Regions from separate parts of the Drosophila melanogaster genome. Here region 1 is linked to region 2. Evidence: chromatin contacts called from public Hi-C data. All regions are on one chromosome and are shown on one strand. Each heading gives the region's core, a stretch centred on a gene start, on an enhancer-like site or on the middle of the called end of the contact. The rest is flanking DNA. Distances are from core to core; before and after follow the strand shown. Region 1 holds the start of CG6870. Region 2 holds the start of Dhc36C (Dynein heavy chain at 36C).

Region 1 (5,972 bases), core at 2,395-4,894, 91 kb before region 2:
CTGCCAGCGTGGCCAACGTGTCCTGGCTTCTCCACCAGGTTAAACAGCCCGCGGCTGAGGAATTCCGAACGAAATTCTCACAGTCTTTTCAAACGGAATAGGGCAAATTGAGAAAAGGATCCCGTACATGTTTGGAGTACGTTTTACAAACGCTGTGAACTAATTACATTAAAATACCAATGCTTTGAAGGAATTTATCACGCCGAATGCACAACGTGTTCCACGTGGCGTATACGCAATGCAATCGTTTCAATCAGCAATCATTTCTGGCGCGGTGAATGCTCGAGAGGTTAGCTCATTTTCCAAAGCAAACAATTTTCTACAAATCTGATTGGGATCAAAGGATGTGGATCATTTTCTGATATCATATTACTTATTATGCCATGCTTTTATGAGCCTATCGTATTTAAGGTTCCGCTAAAATGTAAAATGGAAGGGACTTTAAAAGCAAAGTGCGGCACAAGGAAATTAAAATTTTTCCTTTTACAATAATAAGCGAACGTATTGAAGTAAACTTTTAGGAAATGACTATAGTTTTGTCTGGCAACTCCTGTGAGAATTGGAAAAGATCGAAAACTCCCCTCAATTTATGTTGCATTATTAAACTATTTCACTCAAAGTATTTCTTCAGAACCTTGGACAGAACTTTTTACAAGGCAATTTACAAAGGAAAATACATTCGCTAAACTTTAACAATAAAAGTTTGCCAGCTTACACTTTCTTTTTGGTCTAGAAAATCAATTTACTGGTTCAACAAGTTCGTATTACATTCGCTCGACGAAACCATTGTTCAATGAAGATTTCAGTTGACTTCAAAGCAAGTAAAAACCATTAAATATTGAATGGCTTGTTTTCGAAACGTGACTTAACTATTTTCGCAGATTATAACATCGAATTTGTATGCAAATTGAGTTCACATGGATCAAACAGCTGTGTCAGCACTTACCCCTTAAATATTTGCAAATCGGTGACACAAAGCCGAACAAAAACTGTGCAAACAATTTTCTTATTGAAATTGCTGCATGCAATTTACCGCAACAATATGTTTACGAAATCCCGAATACGAATACGAATACGACAGTTCAACGTGGCGTATGCGCAATTTGCTCTACACAGTGGCATGCATATTGTGCGTGTTGTTAACGAGTTTTCGAAGCAATTTCCGTATTAGCGGGCTTTTATTAATTTTTAACTCAATAATCCCCTGCTCACATTGGTCAATTACATCAAATAAATTTAGCCAAGTAAAGAGATAACTGGAAGCGGTTGAATTTTCGCTTTTTTTTTTATTCACGCGCCTTAACAACTTGGCCAGAGCGTTGCTGAAACTCGACTGTGTTGTTGTTCACCAAAAATTACACGCAGTTACCCGATGTCATGTTCCATCACACTCACACTTTCGCACCCAAAACACAGATGGGCTGATGGAAACACCACACAAATGCAAATGGGAAACTTCGAGTCCCTGACGGAAATGTCCGTTAAAATCCCTAGTTTAAAAAAGTGTCTTTCGAAATAAAATTTATTTGCATACTTAATATACCAATATAAGGAAGTAATAATTAAATATTGGCCACCCGTTTTAGCCAAAAAGTAATCCAACTACCGGAAGGAAAAGCCTTTTTTTATACAAAAGCTTCCCAAAGAGCAACAGCTGGCCAATTTTAGAAAAAAGCCCGCGAAATCCGAATCGGTTAACCTTTCCCAAAAGCTTATGTTTTCAAGAAGCTTTTTAGCATTTCCGTTACATTGGGCGTTGCCACCTATTTCTATATATGAAAAGAAATATATAAATTTGTACGACTCATATAATATTATTTTCAGAATCATTGTGTTTACTTAAGAAACATGCATATAATCCTGACTGTTGATTTATTTATATAATACTTTTTAAATATTTATTGTATTTATTTATAATGAATTGCAATTCTTGTCGTTATCTATTTAAATATTTGTATTGCTTCTTTTCCCTGTTTTGCCAAAATTTGATTATGGTAAAAAAGAAAATATAACTTATAATATTCGGACTTCGTTGAACTTTGATTTATTCTTATTTTAGAAGTGATATAGCTAATAAACTTTAAATACAAATACAAGAAAAGACCAATGAATAGTCACTTTTAATTCCGTCCGTGGACTTGACAATGGTTTTGAAAGTACTTAGTACTTATTCAGCCTTATCTTAACATTTTTGCAAAAAATCGCCAGAACTAAATTATAATCTCTTCCCCTACATATTTCTAGACTACTCTGATAACACTAGGCAATTATTCAAATATTCTTGTCGAAGAAAGATTCGCGTTTTTTTCAAAAATGTACGCAATCACGCACACTTAGAATGATAACCTCTTAGAACTGAAATATATTCTGCCTTTTATTAGCAATGCTATTCGCAGGCTTTTTCTAACCATCAATAGATATTTAATATGGATACACCTAGTTCATGTAAACCTCAAAGTCAAAGTCAAATGGTTTAGCCCATTTAAAGAGCTCGTTCAGTTACGACTTTGAATATTTTTGCGGTTAATTACTTAACGTGATAATGCTGATCTTAACACTGAGATGCTAGCATATTAGATTACCAAATCTTGTTAAAACCACACATCAAACTTGAACTCAATTGAAAATAATAAATGATCAATAACAATTGAATCGTGACGTCTTAAAAGTTATTATTTAGAAATAATTTCTTGTTGTTTTTACTTGAATAATATTTATGTTTTATATTGCGTAGTTTGAACTATTTCCTTAGCTTTGCAATATTTTCTATTTATACAATACAATGTACAGAATTAGTGAATGGCGTTCTGTCTGGAATTTAATAAATGGGAAATTAAATAGTCTGAATAATTTCATCAGATCTTTAGTTTCGTAATAATTATTGATTAAACGTACTCACTCCATGTAAAATTAAAATCATTCCCATGGTTCAAATAGTTCAAAAGCGTGGCATAATTTCCGAATCCATTCCAATTTCAAGTTCAAAGTTGTAGTGAGCGATAATATTGAAGTCATTATCTCTGTTCCCATTAGAATTTAGAACAAACGTGGCTTGACACAAATCGTGATTTTTGGCAAACTTAAAACGCATTTAAGTATTAAAAGTAAATAACTCCAGGCTATTAACCCAAAATTTATTTTGATTGCCTTAATGACTGGCGATCAAACGGTTCGAGTAGACGTAATTGATTCGCCCGATGCACGTTTGACTTGTGCCAATAAATCAATTGTAATGCTGATAGGCGCGTTAAATGTCTCCCTTTTAATAATTGCTGGCCCATTAAATTTATAAGGTAGCAAGTAATTAGCTCACTGAGCAATCCGATTAACAGAGAAATATATAATTTATGCTCGTCTTTACGAGCATATTCGGAAATTGACTCATATGAGTACGAGTGACCACAAAACATTATTGCAAAATCTCGCAATCTCAGTGCAATGCCTAGCCCTCCCATGAACATATGTAGATGCAAACCAGTTCGGTTGAACATACATATATGTATATATATATATATAATTATATATTATATAGAAACCGATCTATAAGAGCTTCGCTTCTCTGGACACGAAGTCTTATCACCATGCTGTCGGCTCCATCGATCGACTCACGTGTTGTCATTTATAAAACGATTACAATCCAAGGCATGAATGACACTCCAGTACCGGTGGCTGCACACGAAAGACACTCAAGACCCCAAGTAAAACTGGAACTGAAGCCGACCAAGCAGAACTCAACTTGAATCGATTGCCGGCTGTCTGAAGTGATCGGGCGGCATTACAAATCGTTGTATCAAATATTAGTAAAAGTGAAAGTAATTGCATACTTACAACATGTCATCCGCGTTGACGAACCTCTTGCAATCGCTGAGAATTGTGCCCTTGGGACATGGAAAGTCCAGTAATCAGGTGGTCGTTGTACCAAGCAAAAAGGAACGTTTAAAACTGGAAGATCTGCCGGAGATCGCATTGGAGGAGGTGGCCCAGCACGACAGCTTCGACGATTGCTGGGTGGTAATCTACGATAGGGTCTACGATGTGACACACTTTCTAAGGGATCATCCCGGCGGCGACGACGTCATTATGGATCACGCAGGGCGAGATGCCACCATCGCCTTCCATGGCACAGGACACTCGGGGGATGCCATCGAAATGATGAAGGATTTCTTGATCGGTCAACTGCCCACCAAGCAGCACATTTTTCGCACTGGCAAAAACAAGGTTTTGTCCCTGGGCATACCGGAATAATATAATGCCAGCCGATTTTGCACCGATCGCCTTCGCCGCCGTCCTCCATGTCGTATATGTCTATATATATATATATTTTTAGAGTATTCATCGACTAGTTTTCTAGTTGTAATCCGCTTATTTCGAATTCCGCTAAACGGCTTTTGCTTAATCATCAAAAACCATACAGACAACTATGTATGTATATTTATATGTTAAATATTTTTGCCAAGACTTGAAACGGATCTAAGATTATATTATTTTAAATTTGATTGTGCTCTTTGATGTTTGTTATCTGATGACTATAAATGGTTGGTTGGGTTGGGCGTGTTTGAGTATTTGAAACTCTTATTTTGTTTGTTTGTTTGATGATTCTGAAAAATGACAGGCTTCTATCAGTGCTGATGGGTAAACCTAAATGACCAAACCCTTTTCCAACGACATACTTTCTACTTCAATAATACTTTATTCGGTAATATTCATCTTACACATATTGGTTGACATTGGGTAAATGCATAAATAAGAAATGCTTATGACAAAAATAAATATCACTGAACAGATTTTCACTTGGCTGCTCTGATAAGAGGCTCCTTATCAACCTCCTTTCGTCTGACTAGTACACAAGTATTTGGCATTTGCTTTCCAATTGACTTAAAAGTATTGCTCATTAATGGATTGCTTATCAGTTGAACCATAGTTTATGGTGGCCCCCACTCCTATTTAACTGCTGCTAGTCGGTGGTTCGTTGTGAGGTCCTTGAAGAAGAGCCTGCAACTTGGCAGCCGCCGGAAATGCACCCAAATCCAGTGGCGCTGCTCCCGTGGTGCTTTGTATATAGGCCAAAAGTCTAAAAGTAAAAGCATATATGTTAATAATTCCTATTGAGCGTGGTAATGAACTACGTTACCTTCTCAACTCCTCGAGAGCATTTTGCTGCATCAGAATGTAGTTCTTAGCCAGCAGCAAGGTGGCTATTTTCGACAGCTTTCGCACAGAAGGCGAATGGGCATAGGGAATCACACTTCTCAGCTCATCAAGGGCATCATTCAAATCGTGCATCCTTCGTCGTTCCCGGGCATTTATGTTCAGCCTTACCGTCTTTCCCTGGCGGTTTTTCTGCTTGCCACTGTTGGAGCCACTTCCGCTGGCGCCACCACTGGACACGGCCACCGTGGTGGTGCCACCACTGATGGCAATGGCTGCGATGGCGGCGGCCGTGGGACTCAATGGCTTCTCCGGAGCACTGGGCCCTGGTTTGTTCTCATCCGTCGGTGGCTGCTGGGACATGCCCATTCCCTGGGCATAGAAACCACCCAGACCAACCGATCCAAGTGGCGTCCGACGGCCGGGGACGCTTTGTGGTGGGCTGGCGGTGGGTGCTGGATGCTGGCCACCAAGCATATTGGCTGTAGGAGGTATTGGCATGTGTCCGTGGTTGGGGAGACCGGGAAAACCAAAAGCAAGATTCGAGGGATCCATTTTTTTGTATTTTATGGGACTTTTCCAGCTGTGAAAAAAAGGTTGAAGGGATGTGTAATCTTTTAGGGTAGTCCTTGCAAATCAAAGTTATTATGATGCAGGGTTGCATAAGAAAACTAAAAAATAGGGGTGAATACTCGTATGCTCAGCTGTTCGGTAGCGCCATCTGTCGGAATTTTATGTATTTAATAGGTTAGCAAAGCTTTTTATAGGTGGAGCATCTGTTTTGTGTTTTAACCCGAAATGGTTTAACAAATTGCAAACGTCTG
Region 2 (5,876 bases), core at 1,463-3,962:
GACTTTGGCCAACTCCTTGCTGTCGATGAGGGACTTATCCTTATATTTCATGCTCCACAGCTCCAAGATGCTGGCCACACTTCGATGTATGCAAAAGAGCGTCTTCATCAGGACATTGCGGTTCTCGTCGTAGCTGCGGGATAAATTGTATGCCATGGGTATGGGTATGGGTATGGGTATAAAGATGGAGATGAGGCGATGGCGACCACAGTTAGTACCGTCTTTTTATGCAAATTATCTCGAGACCAAGGGAAACTTTTCACTCCAGCTATTCCGTCACAGCCCATTAAACAGTGCAGGCAACCGCAACCGCCCAGCCACAGGAGCACCCAGCGGGCAACCACCTAACCACCCAACCATCGAATCCCCGAATCACAAAAAGCATCCAAAGGCCCTTCTTAATGATGCCAAATGCTCGAAGGCAATAAATTAGCAAACCTCACGCGGACCTGTACATCGATGGATGCTCCTTCGACCCAGTTTGGAACCAAAAAAGACGTGATGAAGAAGGTAGATTGAAATACCAAAATCGCCTTTAAACTAAAACATTTTCAAATGTATTAAGTGCAGCGAACAGCAACGTATTCATCCCAATTATATACTACAAAGTGATAACTTCCGTGATAAATTGGAGATCAATCATGCCCGCTAATGGGTCCATTGTTCAACTTTGCAGCAGATAACCCAAGTTGTTGGATGTTTTCCACAATAGACAGAACGAGATGGTGGCCCCAAAATCGCGAAACTCCCTTGTTGATGCCACAAACAAGTACAATTCATTTTTAAGCATATCCTTTTTGCAAATTTATGTCGAGCCACCCAAATCTTCTCCAGCTGCTGGAGATGCTGTTGCTCATCAAATGTCAAACCAATACACAGGAGGACTTAACTTTCTGTTGCTTCCATTTCCACACACAGCCTTTTCCACTTTTCCATTTCCGCGGCATTGTAGTTCAAAAAGTGCGGTTAAAAAGTTTTTGGCACGCCGCAAAGCGATTTCTCGCGTTTTCCCCCCAATCGCAAGAAGCTTTTAATAATGTCGCACGACTTTCGTTATTTTCGTTATTTTCCTTATTTTCTTAACGCCTTTCACCCCCCACCCCCCCTGGCAAGACAACTTTGTCAGTTATTTTCATAAGATTTCGCGCGCGGTCGACTCAAAGGGCAATTCATTTCGTTTTTTTAATCCGCAATAAAGCCAAGGCATCCGTGAATATAAAAGTCCATATGTGGGGGCGTGATCCAGTTTGGTTGGGCGTAATTGCATGTCAATTGCACGCTTTTTTTGCGCCAAATGCGTTGCTGGCGGTTACAGGCAAGTTACACACAACACACTCGCATTCAATTATAGCAACTTTTTCTTTTACCCATTTTTTTTTTTTTTTGCCTGCCTGCCTGCCGCCTGCCTCCCTTTTTACAATGCGCACAATTTACGTGGCACTTGGTGCGGGTGTAATTTATTTTAATTAAAAAATTTGAATTTCCCACACGCTCGGAAGTTTCTAACTTTAAATTCCCGCCCTTCGCTTGCATTGGTTTTTCAACTTTGTCGAACCAAACAACGCATGCATTTCAATATCAATTACGCTACTCTGATTTTGCCTCTCAAAATCCATTTGGCTTAAGAGAAGTTGCAATTTCATCTGCATTGCTGTATTTTTTTCTTTTTTTTTTTTGCATAGAAAAAGCTAACGAAAAACGTGAAAAATGTTTCTATATTCTGCCTGGATTATACACTTTTAACGGATCAAAAGTTTCATTTGCCATTTATCGAATAGAAATCGAAGACTTTTATCGAATTTGACATTAGCATCATGGAGACTCACCGATAGCGCCAAAAGTTCGTCATGGATTGCACCTCCCGCCGCTCGGCGGTGTCGTATTTGCCACCCACGCCCTCCTTGGTTAGGCGATCGAGGACCGTGTGCCGCAGGACGAAGTCCACAACGGCCTTCTTCATGGCGAACACGTAGTCCGCCCGGACTTCGGCTATGTTTTCATTGAGTGCCGTCTGCCACTTGTAGAGCAGTGGTGGCACAAGATCGGTTATCCTGCAGACGGAAAGCAGTTAGCAAAAAAGCAGATACATTTGAAAGTGTTCAGTGGAACGCACCTCTTGAGGATCTTCTTGCTCAACGGCGACACGTGAATGGTGTCAATGCCATGCTTGATGTAATAGTAATATCGCAGAATCTCGCGCTCCTCCTGGTCGGGAAAGGGTACGGCGCACTGGGCGGCCAGCTCGGGATCCTGGTCGTCGTCCATGTGCAGGATGAGCTCCACCAGCTTGCGGCGGAAGTGCTCCCGCTCCAGTCGCATGGTCATGTAGTTGGCCTTGGCCACGCCGCTCTCACGCTTCTTCTGGCGTTTCTTCTGCTGTTTCTTCGCGCAGAGTATGTTGTCCGGCAGGTCGGATTTCATCTTGCCGTCCAGCAGGGAGCTGGCGCATTCCGGCATGTTCAGTTCGTACCACAGGCGACGCGACTTGTACTCCGGATTGGCCTTTGACTGCAGGATGCTCTGCAGCACATCCGGCTTGGGTCGCGTGTACAGCATCTTCGACTTCTCGCATAGGCGGCGACCGCCGCATATGGACGTGAAGCTGGGGATGCTGAACTCCCGATTCGGATTCTGTCTGCCCTGCATGTTGAAGCCTGAAATCGGTTCAACGTTCGAATCAAAATGTGACTACAGAAAATGAAAATTGTTTTCAATAATTGTTTTTGAAACATAAAACGATTGTATCCCGCCGAGTTATTAATCAAAGTACTATTTAAAGTAAAAAAAAACACTAAAATATTAATTAAGAAAATAACTACGTGCGCCAGAATTAAAAAAAAAACTATTTATTAGGTTTAAGTTTTAAATATTTGGTTTCAATCCATTTCGAATCGGTTGTAACCGGTAATAGGTTGTAACATCCACTAAACGTCATTTGGCCAACGATAGCGTCGCCACTATCGATAGTCGCTTCGCAACAGCTGTTCTCCGCACACGCGCCCTACCGGCTTTTTTGCCATCCCTAACAGCCGAATTGTGCAACACGGAAAATTGTCAAAATTTTCAGTTTCAAAATTAATTGCTCGAATTAAGCACACAGAAAAGCCGAAAACTAAACTATCGACGCTTACCAGTCGTTCACCTATCGAGGCACCACACTCGCTTTGGATTTATTCGCGCCGCAACGCGATTAATTTTTCTTGAACCGAAGCGAACATACGAAGGAGTTGAAAACAAATGCAAATCTCACACAGGCTTTTCCGTTGTTTAGAATGAATTGATTTTCCGGGCAACTACTACATAGCGACAGGTCGGAAAACGGAAAAACAAACAAGCCGGCGAGTTGCCCTTGACAGCAGGCAAAGAGCAACAATTCAATTCGCACACAAATCACGCTAGAAATCATTTTGGCCTCCCAGTAAATTTCGGAAATTTTTTGGAAAAATGCTGCTACAAAGGTTTTTCACACGCGCACTTCACTCCACGCGGCAGCTTTATGCCGGCTCTGGCGGATCCGGTGGCCTGGAGAAGAGTGCCCTGGCGGCGCTGAGGAAGAAAACCGGATACACCTTCGCCAATTGCAAGAAGGCGCTGGAGAAGCACAACAACGACGTCGGATTGGTGGGTAGTTGGCTAATAGTTTTATTGCAAGCGGTGCAGTGAGCTTTCCATTACAAAGAGCACGAAATGGGGATCTCTACATTTTGAAAAATTGCTGATTTTTCTATATTATTATGTAATATATATAGCTGCACCGCATGCAAACTCCTTTGTGATCAAAACACATCTGTGCTAATCAACTCACCTTGCCATCATCTCGCTCTTGCAGGCTGAAAAGTGGCTGCACGAGCAGGCCCAGACCCTCGGCTGGTCGAAGGCCACCAAGGTCGCAGATCGAGCCACTGCACATGGTCTGATTGGAGTGCTCATCCGCGGAAACCGGGGCGCCATGGTCGAGCTGAATTGCGAGACGGATTTCGTAGCCAGGAACGATACCTTCAAGCGGTTCGTTGACCACGTCGCCTGCATGTGTCTGCAATACACGGACTTGACGGACTTCGATGGAGATCTGTGGAAGGTGAGCGAGATTTTTATGGGAAATGTACACAATATTTGGATCAGAACCGGTTTTGCATCCATTCCTAAAGAAATTGCTAATTAAAGAATGTGCATATCCTTTCAGCTTGGCTTTGATGCGGACGCCCTCAGAAACTTGCGCACGGAGGAGGGACGCACGTTGGGCGACCACCTGGCTCTGCTGATCGGCGCCATCGGGGAGAATGCCACCATCCGGCGCGCATTGTGCTTTAAGGCTAACAACGACCTGAAGCTGGTGGGCTACGCCCATCCCGCACCCACCAATGTGGGCACCACGGAAGGCATCACCCAGGTGGGCAAGTACGGAGCGATCGTAGCCTACCGATCCACGCACCCCCTGCTGGACTTTGAGTTTCACAAGAGCATTTGCCAGCAAATCGTGGGCATGAAGCCGACAAAGATCGGCGAATATGACAAGGACAAGCCGGCGGAGAACAAGGACGATGAGACGTGCCTGATTCACCAGGAGTATCTGCTCGATGCGGACAAGACGGTGGGCGAGGCTTTGCAGGAGCACAACTGCGAGATCGTCGACTACCATCGCTTCGAGTGCGGAGAGCACACGGAACGCAGCCTGGAGGCGATCATTCGCTCGCAGCACCAGAGCAGCAATTAACTAGCCATTAAGCAGAGTCTAGAACACTAAATTGTTATTAGCACAACAGCTGAAGATTGTTAAAACCGAAATTCTGGACAATGTTCTGGTCAAAATTTGCATGTAAAACAAGTAAAACAACCATTACGATCAGATCTCCACCTCTCTTATTTGAATACGCCATACCCCATGAGTCATGGCAAAAAATTGGGGTGACCAAGGAGAATGCGCCTGCGCAGAACGGGAAGCACGCTTGAGCGGCTTCCGGTCGCTGAAGCAGTGGAACCCGCGGGAAGAACGGGCGAATGGACAACGCCAGCAGAATGAACTGTTTACAAACGTGTTTTTTTGTTCTGCTTCCCGTAATTACCCACTTGGTCATGCGATAGCCCAAAAGAAAGAGCAAAAAGAAAGGTTTTTAGCTTTGGGGGCAAAGGCAAAAACCAAGTGAGGGTTGGGTATGCCACTTGCTTGGGGCTCATGTTAAGGAAATGGGAGTACGAGTAGATTTGGCCAGGGAGGAAAATCAAAATAGAAGAAATGGTTTTCCAGCCCTAAGAAATTTGCAGCACTGAAATATTAGCTACTAAGTAGGCCTGTCAAATAAATCCCTTTCATTATCAACCATCGATCGTCGTTAGAGATTCAATCGCCAAAATGGACTACCTGGACATTGAATCCTTCCGCTCCAGGTACAGCGACATAACCGTCACGGCCGTGCCATCGCGCCCCAAGGCGGACGAGGAGCCAGCAATGGACACCAACCAGGAGCTAGCAATCAAGACGCATGTGCCACAAGTGGAGATAACGAGGGTGAGTGGAGCCGCTTCTGCTGGCAGTAGCTCCACTGCGAATGCAGCGATGATGCTGCGCAACAGGCAGCAGACAAACAGCGCCGCACTTGCCTACGCCAACGAGTACAAGGAGGTGATGGCCAAACTGGAGTACACCAAGTACATGCAGGCCCAGTTGCAAATAATGTCGGCGGCAAACGGAGGAGGAGGTGGTTTTGGCATCGACTCCGATCTGTTTGGCACATCTATAGGTAAGCAAATTGATAAATGTAACAATAGTAGTGGTTAAGACCCCACACTTTGCAGGTCTCGATGAGAACGCCAACATAGTGGACAAGTACTCCGATCTACTCAATGTCCTGGGGGAAATGCGCACCAATGTGCCGACC

Evidence for each region. Hi-C and Micro-C count contacts between places; a contact is called where the count stands out from the background.
Region 1: a Hi-C map of the Kc167 cell line shows a contact between it and region 2, with 3 times the contacts expected there. The contact joins the promoter of CG6870 here to the promoter of Dhc36C in region 2. A contact is called at or near these places in 35 of 107 Hi-C or Micro-C datasets (the Clone 8 cell line, the D17-c3 cell line, the Kc167 cell line and 13 more) and 1 of 6 datasets of contacts at active chromatin or transcription factors (the Kc167 cell line).

What each region holds. Positions count from the first base shown.
Region 1 is chr2L:17,589,971-17,595,942 of dm6, reverse strand. It overlaps CG6870, which reads left to right and starts at 3,644. Exons shown (of 1, transcript NM_001299089.1): 1 at 3,644-4,628. The coding sequence starts at 3,832. The coding sequence ends at 4,245. It overlaps Oli (Olig family), which reads right to left. Exons shown (of 3, transcript NM_001299088.1): 2 at 5,132-5,731; 3 at 4,676-5,071. The coding sequence starts at 5,703. The coding sequence ends at 4,945. Sytalpha (Synaptotagmin alpha) reads right to left here and starts at 3,683. Exons shown (of 6, transcript NM_001201903.1): 1 at 3,610-3,683. The coding sequence starts at 3,619.
Region 2 is chr2L:17,498,237-17,504,112 of dm6, reverse strand. It overlaps Dhc36C (Dynein heavy chain at 36C), which reads right to left and starts at 2,712. Exons shown (of 23, transcript NM_078867.4): 1 at 2,114-2,712; 2 at 1,827-2,051; 3 at 1-133. The coding sequence starts at 2,646. mEFTs (mitochondrial translation elongation factor Ts) reads left to right here and starts at 3,007. Exons shown (of 3, transcript NM_136003.5): 1 at 3,007-3,621; 2 at 3,830-4,078; 3 at 4,184-4,845. The coding sequence starts at 3,445. The coding sequence ends at 4,714. CG15142 reads left to right here and starts at 5,292. Exons shown (of 2, transcript NM_136002.3): 1 at 5,292-5,738; 2 at 5,794-5,876. The coding sequence starts at 5,351.